3 separate regions of the Danio rerio genome follow, and regions 2 and 3 are each linked to region 1. The links are chromatin contacts, called in public Hi-C and HiChIP or PLAC-seq maps. All regions are on one chromosome and are shown on one strand. The core of a region is the stretch at or near the end of the contact, and the rest is flanking DNA. Distances in the headings are between cores, read along the strand shown. Region 1 holds the start of dnajc1 (DnaJ (Hsp40) homolog, subfamily C, member 1). Region 2 holds the start of hhatla (hedgehog acyltransferase like, a). Region 3 holds the start of rreb1b (ras responsive element binding protein 1b).

Evidence for each region. Hi-C and Micro-C count contacts between places; a contact is called where the count stands out from the background. HiChIP or PLAC-seq counts read pairs in DNA pulled down with a chosen protein or histone mark.
Region 2: an H3K4me3 HiChIP or PLAC-seq map of embryo shows a contact between it and region 1, with 2.4 times the contacts expected there. The contact joins the promoter of hhatla here to the promoter of dnajc1 in region 1. A contact is called at or near these places in 2 of 4 datasets of contacts at active chromatin or transcription factors (caudal fin and embryo).
Region 3: a Hi-C map of hematopoietic stem cells shows a contact between it and region 1, with 2.4 times the contacts expected there. The contact joins the promoter of rreb1b here to the promoter of dnajc1 in region 1. A contact is called at or near these places in 2 of 18 Hi-C or Micro-C datasets (hematopoietic stem cells and an unstated tissue).

Annotation. Positions count from the first base shown.
Region 1 is chr2:24,396,604-24,401,269 of GRCz12tu, reverse strand. dnajc1 (DnaJ (Hsp40) homolog, subfamily C, member 1) reads right to left here and starts at 3,386. Exons shown (of 12, transcript NM_001077535.1): 1 at 3,112-3,386; 2 at 2,053-2,154; 3 at 1,913-1,959; 4 at 1,308-1,473; 5 at 1,135-1,232; 6 at 962-1,052; 7 at 787-877; 8 at 539-702; 9 at 312-431. The coding sequence starts at 3,264. It also overlaps a transcript of bmi1b not described here.
Region 2 is chr2:24,573,792-24,578,526 of GRCz12tu, reverse strand. It overlaps hhatla (hedgehog acyltransferase like, a), which reads left to right and starts at 3,085. Exons shown (of 12, transcript NM_200887.1): 1 at 3,085-3,219.
Region 3 is chr2:24,221,664-24,226,259 of GRCz12tu, reverse strand. It overlaps rreb1b (ras responsive element binding protein 1b), which reads right to left and starts at 3,290. Exons shown (of 13, transcript XM_678293.11): 1 at 2,965-3,290.

The DNA.
Region 1 (4,666 bases), core at 2,137-4,636:
AACTCATACCTCCTTGATCAGTTTGATCAGCTTTGTTTGATTAGGGTTGGAGCAAAACTGTGCAACTGTGTGGCCCTCCAGAAATCGAGTTTGAGACCTATAGCTTAAGAGAAGACTTAAATAATTAAGGTGAAATACATAAATAAAGCTACAATTTCCTTAGCTTGACCATTATCTTTGACCATTAAGTTTTACTAAAGCTACCTTTAACCTTATTCCTAAGGGATTTCTTAGCTTAAGTGCTTTCATGCAAAGTTATGGATGCTTGGATACTTTTCTTCCACTAGTAACTTTACTATTTCTAAACTCACCTCAGACACTGATCTGCCCAATTCATGAGCTATCTTCTCCCACCGTCCTGGTGTTCCACCGGGAAACTTGGCCATACAACGGGAGAGCTGACTGTGATCATCCTCTGTCCACTCTTGTGTCTACAACCATCACCAGCCACTGGTTAATGCAATACCTCCATTTCCAAACCACTGTTTACATTACAAGCCACTGATCTTTCACTTAAAACAAAAAAAAAAAAACTTACTTTCTTCTTCAGCTGTTTTTTGTCTTCCAACCAGTCATCCATCTGATCTTCAATTTCTTCAATAGATGTTCCTTGATCATATGCTAGAGCGAAAGCTGCATTTGCACTGGGTTCATAGACTGGAAACTCCACTTTCGTTTTTTTCACTTTGGGCCGTTTTTCTTCTGCACATCAAGATTTAACAGCAACACATAAATAATCATATATCACAACATTGTGTCGAGTTGCATGTGTCATTGTGATCTTACTCTGCTGCATTTCCTGTTCTGCCAGAGCTTCTGCCTCTTCCTTCTCCTTTACTTTCATTTCCTTATAATCTTTATAATACTGCTTCACATCCTTAAAACAAGAGACAAACATGATTACAGATCCATGATGAGATTTTCTCTTTTGAAAATATCTGAAAGTCTGAAAAAACTGTACCTGTATGATATGAGGGAGAGACTTTATTGAATAATACAACCAGATGCTTAATTTGAGAGGTAAAATGTCATGCCAGTGTGGCCTGTCAGATCTACAAAAAAAAAAATTTAAATGCTACATTTAACATCCCTTACTCCTTATGAAAAAAAACATCCATCAGGTTAATAGGCAACCTCTCATTTTTGTCCTGAGCCAAAGGCTTCATCTCATCTGTCATTTTGCTGGTTTGCTTCTTTTTCTTCTCCCTCTTCTTCCTGCTCAGAAGTTCATCCTATAAAGCATGAAGACATCGATCAGTGCTGTAAATGTAACATTTCAGAAGCTAGCACAACACTTCAGCACTTACTAACTGCTTTTCAAGGTAGATGGACCATATAACCGCATAGTGACCCACGGTCAGGATGAGGAAGAGGAGGAAGCCCAACTCTCCATTGCTCATCTTCCTAACACGTCGGTAGTAGAAGACAGGCTGTCTCCAATCTGGCAGCCCATTAACCAAGATGTCATCATATCTGTGAAAGTATTTTGTACAATCTATTGTTGAAAAGACTTCAGCAGTACACATTTCACAGACAGTAGGCAGTCACATCAGTATAAACAATGTCTTATTTATCTTTCTCAAGAGGTGTGAGGTCAATCAATTATTAACATTCCTATATGAACCATACTTAAACCCTTTTAAAAAACCTTGTTACACATTTCACTGCTACATTAGGACAGAAGGTCCTATAGTCAATAACCAATACCCTCCAAAAATACCTTAATATTGCTTTTATACTTAAATGTTTTTGATATTGCAATAAACGAAGGCTAATTAAATCAATCAATACTCCATATCTCAATGTTACCAAAGAAATCTGTATTATTGATGGTCATTGAACATTGTGTCAAGAACAACTTTTAATGGATAAAAAAATAAAAACATTTATGCAAGCAAGTAGCATATTTTACCTTTGCCTTCTTTCCTCGTCCTTGAGAACTTCATAGATGGCAACTAACTATTGGATGACAAGAAATTTCAACTGTAATTTACAGTATTCCAAATAATTACATTATTCCAACAACGCTTTTAAACACAACAAAACACCAACCTGTCGAAACTGGTTTTCTGCATTTTCATCTTTGTTTTTATCAGGGTGCAAAATAAGAGAAAGCTTTCTATATGCCTTCCTGATCTCAGAAGAGGATGCATCCTGTTAGAATCAGAATCAACATTAAAATAAATAATTAACTGCCAACATTGCCAATCAGAAACGTATATAATCTAAAATTTACACTGCAGAACATGCTGAAAAACACAATTCATGCTTAGGTTCATGTTCGTAGTAGTAGTACACATTGTATGACTGGACTGGATTTTGTCAGAATTGAATTGGCAACAACAAAAAGCTTCTTTGCCATTACATTTTCATACATTGAGAATAAAAGACGTGACAAATACTGTCATGCTGTAATCCGAGGGTTTATACATGATGGTAAACAATGAGGACTACCGTTAGTAACTAACCAGCTAACTTACCAGCTGTTTATACTGTTACAGGATGCAGCTCTGGTTTTACAGCCTGCACAAACTAACGTAACGTTAATAACGGTGTCGGAGTAGCTGAAAACTAAAATACAGATGTCTTTTAAAGGGAAAAACATCTTCAATTTACATCAGAATGAATTAAAAACTGAGCGAAGGTCGAGCCGTATTTACTTGCACTGTTGACATTGAGCGAAAGTTAAACTAAATGCTAAGTTAGTTTATACAAATAACGGGTCGCGATTCAAAAAAGTAACGTTAGATCCCTCAGCAACCGAGCCGCGAAATTAATCGCTCAAATGACCGTTTGCGTGCTGAGTAATGACACGTCATGTTGTGTTGAACAGGCCCACAGCCTGGAGGTTTCTTAGTGAATGGCCACCGCCGACCAAGGTCTGCAGGAGGCAGAGTACTTTCACAGCCACCCCGAGTCTGGAGACCTTCTAGTCAGGCTGCAAAGAGCGATTCAGCTAACAAAAACGGGTTTGTTTAGTTTGGTGAGAGTGCAGTCGCGCTAAACGTACTGAAGGCGACGCTGCGACACGTTAACGTATATCACATTAAACATTACCGACAGCGTTTAAACGGCGCAGGTGACAAATCTGAAAGATTAAATCAGTCTTACCTGATTAACCGACAGGAACTCGTAAAATGTTTGAGGGATTTCCTCCACTAGGTCGAAAAGCTCCAGGTCTGCGTCCCATGCTAACGTCGGCGTTGGCTGAATCACGAGCAGCCCGGAGAACAACGCTACCGCAATGATCCCGGGCAAAGCCATGTCTGATTTTGTAGGCTATATTCGCGAAGGTTTACCACCCACTATCCATTTGGAGACCCTTGATTTCGAGAGGATATCAGCCTAACCTCCCGTCTTTTAGCTCAGACAGGCCCATAGCTTGAGCTCAGCCTGCTGTACGTGTGCGCTTTCACATGCAGCCGCCACAGCGCGAGCCAATAAGCACGAAAGATCTAGTGACACGGTGCGTCTTGCCCACCCATATAAGCTTTTCAGGACGTATGTGTCTAAATTGCTGTTGTTTCTTAATATATTAATATAACAAAATTGAGCATTTTTATCCCGGTAGATGCAAAGTCATCTCCCTTAAAACATAATGTTGATTTCGGCCTCTTACATTTGCCAGCCACTGATATAACATTCTCTTTATTGACTTTCCTTTTTTAATATCCCAATTGTAAATTTTAACAGTTCAAACATGTAGTCACTAGTCTCAGAGTTCTCAGAGTTAACATTGTTCATGACTTCACTCTGAAAAAGGTTATTGGCATCATTATTTCCAAAAACAACCTTTAACGTCTCTGAAACCTTTTATTTTCTCAAGAGGTTCTTTAAAAGCGTAAAATGTCCTTTAGATCATTACAGTGTGCTTCACACTAAATCAGTAGCTCTTTTAAAAGCCATTGAACGGTTGTTTGGTCGGGTGGTTGTTTATAATGCAGAAACCATTTTTGGAACCTGATTATTTGTTTGTTTATTTATTTATTTTATTTTTTTAACAGTGTAGTGCTGTTTGTCGTTAAAAACAGTCATTTTTGCGACGTTACAACATTTCAATATATTAATATATTCATCCTCCAGTCCTTCATCCACAGTCCTTGTTGTGTCCACAATGAAGTTCAGATTTATGAAAGTTAATTTAATCAAAACTGTGATATACTGTAGTTAACAAGCCAGTATTGATTTCGCGCAACATTAAACCCGGTCAATGACGCATAGCCTTTCTCAAAGTATGGCGAACAAAACAAAACTGCGTAAAAAATAGCCTAATTGCGATGTTGCTATAGATTGAGCATGAGAAATGGGATTTTTTTGAGATCGTTATGAGGTGTAGGCCTATAGCTAAATAAAATTTATAGATCATATGTAGGCCAAATACTCATTCATTCATTTTCTTGTCGGCGTAGTCCCTTTATTAATCCGGGGTCGCCACAGCGGAATGAACCGCCAATTTATCCAGCACGTTTTTACGCAGCGGGTGCCCGTCCAGCCGCAACCCTTCTCTGGGAAAAGGCCAACTACTAACTAGCGTAAATCAAAGATGGTTTAATGGTATAAATTATTTGCTGAGATTACTAGTTGCTTTCATAAGGCCTATGTCTTAAAGTATGGTTATGGTTATAAGTTATGTTTTAATAATTTGTGTTTTTTTAATTAACGGAAA
Region 2 (4,735 bases), core at 1,836-4,335, 180 kb before region 1:
TCATTTGAACTGAACTGAGATGAACTGTATTAGAGATATACACAGAGAGAGGAGGTACAAAAATACATGGAATATGGAACAATCAATAATGTCTTTTCAGACTGATCAGAAGTGCAAATGAAGGAATATTCTATAACGGGAACATTTTAAAATACAGCATCGTGCATTACATTATATGCCCACATGGAATTTGCGTGCGCAGAAAACCATAGATTTTTAACCAGTCATTGAGTCCATTTATTGTGTAAATGTTTGTACAATTATGTTTATTTAGTTTTAATTAATTTCAGAAATATTATTGACTGATCTGAAAATGTTCATATGATTTATTTACAATAGTTTGTAAATTTATATTCTCTATTCTATTATATGAGACTTGCTTTATTTACCAAATAAGTGGATCTAATTGGATTTGCTTTGTGCACATTAAATACAAGTTAAAAAGGTATTATTTTTATGTCCTATATTAAGTTTTTAGTTACGATACTCCCAAAATCATTTTGCATAAATTTGCAGATTATTATCAAAATTCTGCACAGAAATAGCAAAAAATGTCTGCAGATTCTGTCTATGGCCCTACCTATGGGACTTTTATAAAAGACTTACCATGATATAGTCTGGAAAATAAAGGTCTTTTGGGTAGCTAATTTTTTATTCATTGTTTTTAAAGAAATATTCGTAAAGCTCTTTGGTGAGCTAATGGTTCTTCTGCAGCCTTCTTATGTAAACCCACTAGAACTTTATTTTCCAAGTCTTGAAACTCCTGAAAAGATGAAAATATACTGTAAGAAAATGTACTGATATAGATGTAAATCCTAGAGGGGTGAGAAGGGACAGGACCCTTATACTGTAAAAACAAATCCTGGTCGCTTTAATTATTTAAGCTGAATCAAATCAACCATGTGAGTTCATTGAACTTATAGTATGTTAAACTTAAAACAGCTTGCATAACATAAAATTAAGTTAGAACATGATTGACTTAGTTTAATTAGTTACAATGAACAAAAGACATGTGCTTTCAAGTTGACCAATTGATCATATATTTTTTTACAAATATATCTAAGGGTTGTGTTGCTTCCAATCTCAGCATGATAACCTTTGATAAAAATATTGCAGTTTCATTGCAATTACTACGCTAAAATATATTCTTCTTAAATGTATGGGCAAAAAAAAAACAAGAAATGTTTTTCCCTTTGAATACATTATATTTTTATTTTAGGAAACATTTAAAATATTTTATAACAGCAAACACTGTTTCATTCATTTTCTTTTCAGCTTAGTCCCTTTATTAATCTGGGGTCGCCACAGCGGAATGAACCGCTAACTTATCCAGCACATGTTTTACACAGCAGATGCCCTTCCAGCTGCAACCCCTCACTGGGAAACATCCATACACACTCTTTCACACACATACAATACAGACAATTTAGCTGACCCAATTTACCTGTATACTGCATATCTTTAGACTTGTAGGGGAAACCGGAGCACCTGGAGGAAACCCACGAGAACATGGGGAGAACATGCAAACTCCAGACAGAAATGCCAACTAACCCAGCTCGAAGCAGATCCCTTCTTGCTGTGAGGCGATCGTGAACAGTAAACACCTCAGACTAAATTACTAAAATCAATCATTGACTTCTGCTGTCTCCATTAGTTTGAAAAATAATTTTCTTTACAACACATAAAAAAATGTACATATACCTTAGAAACGGTATAACAGAAAACTTAAAATCTCTGACTTTTCCAAACTGCAGTAAACCTTGAAACCAGTTATCATCCCATAGTACAGGTCAAAATTATGTTTCTTTTCTACATGAATCTGATACAATGAAAGGCAAAAAACATTTTGTCCACATTTTTATATTTTATTTTTACAAAGGTTATTTGAAGACACTCTACTTGCATTTAATATAGCCATAAGGAATTAACCGCCAACTTATCCAGCAAGGTTTTTACGCAGCGGATGTCTATCCAGTCGCAACCCATCTCTGGAAAACATCCAAACACACTCATTTACACTCATACACTACGGACAATTTAGCCTACCCAATTAACCTGTACTGCATGTCTTTGGACTGTGGGGGAAATAGCACCCTGAGGAAACCCACGAAAATACAGGGAGAACATGCAAACTCCCCACAGAAACGTCAACTGACCCAGCCGAGGATCAAATGAGTGACCTTCTTGCTGTGAGGCGACAGCATACTGCGCCACTGTATCGTCAGCCTACAAAAACACTTGTTTAAATGTATATGTGGGCACTAAAATGTGAGATTTTATTTTTATTTTTTTAAATCAGAGCAAATTTAACTGCATGAGCAAACATATTCTTTAGTGAATGCAAGATTGCTTTACATTTTCCAGACATAATTTATTTAGAAAGTTTTGACTGAACCAAGAGACATACTAAAAAAGTATGTCAAGACCATTCATTCATTTTTCTTCAGCTTAGTTCCTTTATTTATCAGGGGTCACCACAGCGGAATGAACCGCCAACTTATTCAGCATTTACACAGCGAATGCCCTTCCAGCTGCAACCCAGTACTGTGAAACACCCATACACACTCATTCACACACATGTGGCCAATTAAGTTTATTTATTTCACCTATACCACATGTATTTGGACTGAAACTGGAGCACGCGGAGGAAACCTATGCCAACACATGGAGAACATGCAAACTCACACAGAAAAGGCAACTGGACCAGCTCAAACCAGCGACTTTCTTGCTGTGAGGCAATAGTGCTAACCACTACGCCAGCGTGTCGCAGAACAAGATCAAAAGACTTATTTTTTTGTGAGAAAAGTACAAGTCCTAATCCCTAAAAGATTTCTGAAGTTTTTGCCGAAGAAACCAGTCAAGAAATCCACCATCCCATGGACAACAACAAAAGCAAGTCCTCCTCATGCATCCGGGCATCGCGCACCTGTACAATTTAGCGATGCTCCTTGAATATGTGCGCCTGCTTGACGGACAGTTCTGGTGCCTCCCCTCTGCAGTTCCCGTCCTGATTATAAATACACTCCGTCCACCCCCTCCCGCAACATCCACACCAGCTTCTGCTGCCTCTCAGTGCACCATCGGCACTGGCACACCGGGACGGATGTATTAGGGAGCAGCCCATACTCACCCCCCTTTTTCTTTCTTTTTTTTTCCAAATTTTGCGGGGGCTGACATCTGCCTTCAAACATCTGAGCGGCTGTGAAAGGCAGATACAAGGTTAGTACTGAGCAAGTGCACTTCCTTTTGATTTACTGTACTTACTGTAGGCTACGCGCTGTTGTAAACAGTCCCATGTATGGGTGGGTGATTAGAACTATGCAGCATCATTTACATTCCCCAGGGCTTTGATTTTGCGTGTTTATGAATTATTTGTACCGATACAAGTCTGATTGTAATGAAGCAAGGGGTTGTTAGTTAATTAAATGTACTTAAGAAATAAACTGACAGTCAAGAGGGCTCCTCGGGGAGTTGAGTGGCCGGTTTTGCAGACTCCCGAAGGATCTCCTGATGTGTGGGAGATCGCATTGCGCTGCAGCTGCCGCACTGTACACGAGCAACTGCTCGGGCTAAAATAGGAAGAGGTTGTACGGTGCAGCTGACTGTGCTGTTTCTGCGGAGCTGTGAAGTCAGACACTCCCATTTAAGTCACTGGCTTTTACGGTCTTGAGTTCTGAGAATTAGACTGGATGTGATCATTTTTGTTGTATAGCCTATATCCCTGTTGTGATTGCAAATGGATTGCTTAGCATCGTATTAGGGTTAGTGAAATGCGCAAAATAAAATGCGTCCTCATGTAAAATGTAGACTCGATGATCTTTAAAGCCTATAATTAGTGAGTGTCTTCACTGATGAAAAAAGACAGCTTTGGTGATTTTAAAACTTGACACACTGTTGATACAGTAACAAATACCATAGGTACTTTGTTGCTCTTTCAAGGCAAAAAAGGGCCTGCTGGAGTCCTGGAAAAGGTGTAAATAAATGATATATTAACAAAGTTTATGCTCATATATGAGATAAAATTGCCAATATCCCTTTGTTGTACCATTATAGGCTACACTGGTGTTGAATGTAAATATAGACCCACTGCTTCTTTATGAATTGGACTTTACAAACTAGTTCGGCTGGTAAGACATCTTGTTATATGAGTGTCAAGAACCATGCCATGTCTTTTGACAGTGTCACTTGCAAATTATGAATACTGTTTAAAAAATGTATTACCTTTTTTTACTCTATTAAATATATAAACATAATAGTTTTACTCCCAGAACATGCTTATTTTTAGGTTTATTAATATTAATATGCCCCCCTAAGAAGTCTTCTGTGACCGGACATGTTTGCCACCTGATATCATTGGATGCAAACTTCCCTCAGCCCATACACTGTAAAAAATTCTGGGTTTTTACACAATTATTTTTACACAATTTTACATTTTTAAAAAAAAATTTTTTACAAAGAATTTACAAGTTTTAAGTTTACAAGTTAAGAAATTTACAAATTTAAGTAGATTGAACATAAAACAATTAAGTTCTTCCATAAAAAAATGTGTTATTTTAGTTGGCTATATACACAGCAAGTGTTTTTTAGCCAATTATGAACTTTCGGTGAAAGTTTTATGTTTCATAAGGATCCTTTTACAGCATGGATGTTGTAATATAATTAAAATATAATCAGTTAAATAGACTTCATTCATTTGGTTGTGAAAGCACAAAAATAGACGAAAAACTGTTTAAAC
Region 3 (4,596 bases), core at 2,041-4,540, 170 kb after region 1:
GGACATTTGCACTGTATGTCGGATAATATTTTTTCTTCTGGATAAAGTCTTATTTGTTTTATTTCAGCTAGAATTAAAATAGTTAACTTTTAAAAAACATTTTAAGGTCAAAATTATTAGCCCCTTTAAGCCATATTTTTTTCAATAGTCTACAGAACAAACTACTATGTTTAGAAATGTGTTGAAAAAATCTTCTCGCCGTTAAGCAGAAATTGGGTAAAAAAATAAACAGAGGGCTAATAATTCAGGGGGGTTATAATTCTGATTGAAACTGTAAAATATTCTGTAAAAACCACAGTACTGCAAATCTTGAAGCATCTACAAAAAATTAATATAATAAGCAATGCCTTGTTTAACTGTCCACTAAAGTTTTTTCATAGTCAAAAAAATGTTCTTAAGAATATTTAAAAGTCCTTCATACGTAAACTGGGGAAAAATCCTGGTTGCCTCACATTTTTAAGCTGAATCAACTAACCTTATGAGTCCATTGAACTTATATTACGATAAACTGACTTAAAAACTGCTTGCATAACTTATAAAATTAAGTTAGAACATGATTAACTTAGTTCATTAAGTTACAATGAACTAAAAACATATGTCGTCATGACTAATTGTTAATATGTTTTTACAGTGTAGAGAAATGGTTCTTTTGAAATGTTTTTACAGAGCAGTTCTTAGTTTCCCTAATGTGGTATTTAAAACCTTTATATTAAAAACATAAACCCTCTAGATCAGTGGTTCTCAAACTGTGCTACGTGTACCACTAGTGGTACGCAAGCTTCCTTCAAGTGATACGTGGAGCAATCGCTGAATAATTACGCACTTTTACCCCTTTGATGCATACGATAACCCTGGTCAGTAAATCAGTAAATTGATTCTAATAGGCTAAACCTTTTATTTTATTTTCAATTTTCTAATGTTTGTTTTGTATTTATCACTTAAAGCTAATTTCCTCTCCATATTTGTAATGGTTGTCGGGGACATATCCTGTATTTTTATATCCCTATGTTGACAGGTATGGCTTTAATCACTTGCTTTTCTGACACACCATTGCACAGTAAGCGGATCTAAATTTTAATTTAAGTATGTAAATAAAATTCATATATTTAACATACAAGTTAATGTTTAGATTTCAAAGATACATGTTGCATGTATATATATGAATTATTTTCTATTTAAAAATGTATCAAAAAGATTATACAGGAATATGACGACATATAGCATATTTACAAGGTCCAAGGAACGTTTCCAAGTTTTAATAAGTAGGCTACTATATGATAATACTAATTTACATTTAAGTTCAGCAGTTTTCTTTTTACTTTTTAAGAACAGTGCAATTTTTAATTAACTTTTAAAAGCACATTTTAATATAATGTTGGCGTTTAATTTATTTTTTTACCGGTAAGCACAGTGCAGTGTTCATGTTCAAACTATTTAAAATGTTTAAAGTGCCTGACAATAATAAAGACAATTGTTTTCTGAGGTGGCACTTGGTGAAAAAAGTTTGAGAACCACTGCTCTAGATTATGCATTTTTCACATTTAAAATACCATTATTAAATCATTTTATGCAGAAGATACTGTTTATTGAATTATTTGCTACAAATATAATTTATTCCTTATTATATACAGCCCATGGTCTCTCTGGACCCCCTGGAGTCCTTTAGGGACCCCAGGCTGACAACCCTTGTTATAAATTATATACCACAGTTTATATACTCTAAATCATCATAAACAATAACATATCATTGATATTACAAGGTGACAATGTAAGAAAGCTACACACAGAAATAATTTATAAATAAGTTTTAAAAAATACTTTTATGGCTACTAATGACATGTAACAGAGTACTAAAAGTTTCATAGTGCCCCAAAATGTACAATTTACTACTTTGAAACACTAATATACAACCTAAGGATAGATAAGTAACAAACTTATAATGTCATCAAATCTGCCTCAGCTGTTGCACCCATAAATGCACCGTGCAAAACAACCATGATGCAGATTAAAAGTCAACAAACTGAGAGGACGTAGCGAGTAAAAGATGCTGCCGCTGCAGGCCTCCTGGAGCCCAGTGTTGAATTTGGTAGAGGAATGTGAACTGCTCATCCGGATCTCTGCACATTCAGACTCTCCAAAGAGACGCGAGGACGAACAGAGGATGATGGGAGGAGGAGCGCACGAGCACAGCCTCTACCGAAACACCCGCACCAAAAACCATGCATCCGACTAATTACACATCCCTCATTCAGATTGTTAACGCTCTTTCGTCGATGTGGACGCTTGGTTCAAATATAAAACACGACTTTTCTTGTAGCGCCGACTTTATTCATCTAATGCAGCAAACCCAACCCAAAGAGTCACGACGACAGCGAACTTCCTCCTTTAAAACTTCTGACATTCCCAAACACCAAGTTTGCAAAGTGTGACACACGAAAAGATGCTGCTCTGTGAACAATTATTACTTGTGTTTGGTGACAAAAAAAGTCGAAAGAGCAAATGAAACGTAAATACAACATGTCCCGACAAGGTCAAAATATAAAGGGAAGCGTGTCCAACCCCCACGCGTTAGCCTCGATCAAAGTTCATGTGGATGCTTCGCTTCACTGTAAAACACTCGCTTTCGAACTTTTATACGAACTAAACTTTATTTCGTCAAATGAGAGATAAAGCCACACTAGTGACATTGGGTTTGTGGTGGAATAAAGTGGTTAATTTGACTCAGGTATGCCTGTTGAATACATGTGCGCTGTGAATTCCTGTAGTCAGGCGTTCAACCTTTGGATGCGAGAACGAAACGAGGAAGCACAAACCCCGTGCGAGGAAGAAAAAAAAGATCGGACATCATCTCAACATCTTCGGCCTTCCAAGTTTAAAAACTTCCAACAAAGTGTGCATCCAACAAAGTTTAGAAGATGGAGAGCGTAAACATCAACAACAAGTAGAAAAGAGCTCAGTACTTACGCATGACTTTGTCGGGGTTGGGCTGGCTGCGCGGAGACATGGTGATGGTGAAAAGAGTGATGATGGACTTCGAAAAAAAAACTGCAAACTTGTTCCGGAGAGCGATCAAAATGGCGTATTTGAGGATGTGCAAAGTTCGCCAACTGAAAACTTCGCATCGCCCGCGGTGTTAGCTCCCTAAAGGAATGATGACCATCGAAACTTCCGACGAATGAGGGTCAGAAAAGTGACTTTTTCCTCAAAGTGTGTTCCTGAGCGCTGCTCAGTGAACGTGATAAGTAGACGCATCACGTGTTGCTGTAGTCTCCAAGGGGACGTGTGTTACTGAGGCTGCCACTGGAGTTCAGCTGTGAGCATCTCTACGGGAGGGGCGGAAACTTCACTCCTCCAGCCTCATCCGATTGATCATTCACGATAGATAGATAGATAGATAGATAGATAGATAGATAGATAGATAGATAGATAGATAGATAGATAGATAGATAGATAGGATTGTGCTTAATACACGCATATTTTATTATATTTCTATGTCTAAATGTATTATGTAAATTGATTATGATTAATAATAGAAACCAATTAAATGGTAAAACAGTTAAAGTGACGGAACGGAACCCCAGTATCAATATATAATCAGACTATAGATGATGCAACACACCTCGCGCTTTGGCGCCTTCTTGCTATCACAAGACACACACCTGTTGCTCGTCATACTGTAATGGATCATTCGTCATCATGCCAGACAGTAGCCTATACTATGGAAGGGAATGTAATAGTCTCAGAGGCAAATGATGAATTAACTGCTGAGACTATTGTTTAAAAACTCGTGCTTTCCTATTTGAAAGCTGGAATGTAACAAATGGATCTTTATAACTACACTCTAAAAACGTTAAGTTATTTATTTAACCCAGTGGTTGAGTTAAACATATTTGGTGCTTTGTTGGGTTATTTTTAACCTTTATTAGGTTTTTTTTAATAACTCAACTAGTTGAGTTAAATATTTGTTGCTTTGTTGGGTTATTTTTAACCTTTATTTACCTTTATTTAACTTTTGTTTTATTTAATAACTCAACCAGTTGGGTAAAAATTTTGAATTTCAACAGTCAATTGATTTAACTGACACAACTCAGCTGGATTAATGTGTGCATAATGTTGTTTTAGCAATAAAAAGTTTATTTAAACTATAACGTAAAATATTGTTGTTATTTTTTTATCAAATTACCTCTCCGTGTTGTTGTTTTTTTTATCCGTTTCACCATCCAAGACCATCTTTTAGAAGCATTTAGATGTGCTTAAAATGTATTGTACATTGTGAACACGGAGTGAAGCCTGTTGCAGCTGCTGGAGAGTCTCTACAACACACAGAGATTCTGCTCTATCAACACATGAATTTCTGCTTGGACAGTTTATAACTGTCTGCTTTTTGTTCTGTTTGTTCATTGTTTGTGATTCTTATCATTTATTTTACCAAAAGTGTCTGGAACTAAAATGTAATGGAAATAAAGCATTTTTTAATGTTTTTGGGGAAAAAAAAGTCATTTATTTACACAACCATACTTATAAAATTAATAGTAGTACTAGCAATAGTGATACCGGAATGAAAAAAAAACATGTTATAAAAATAATTCAATGCAT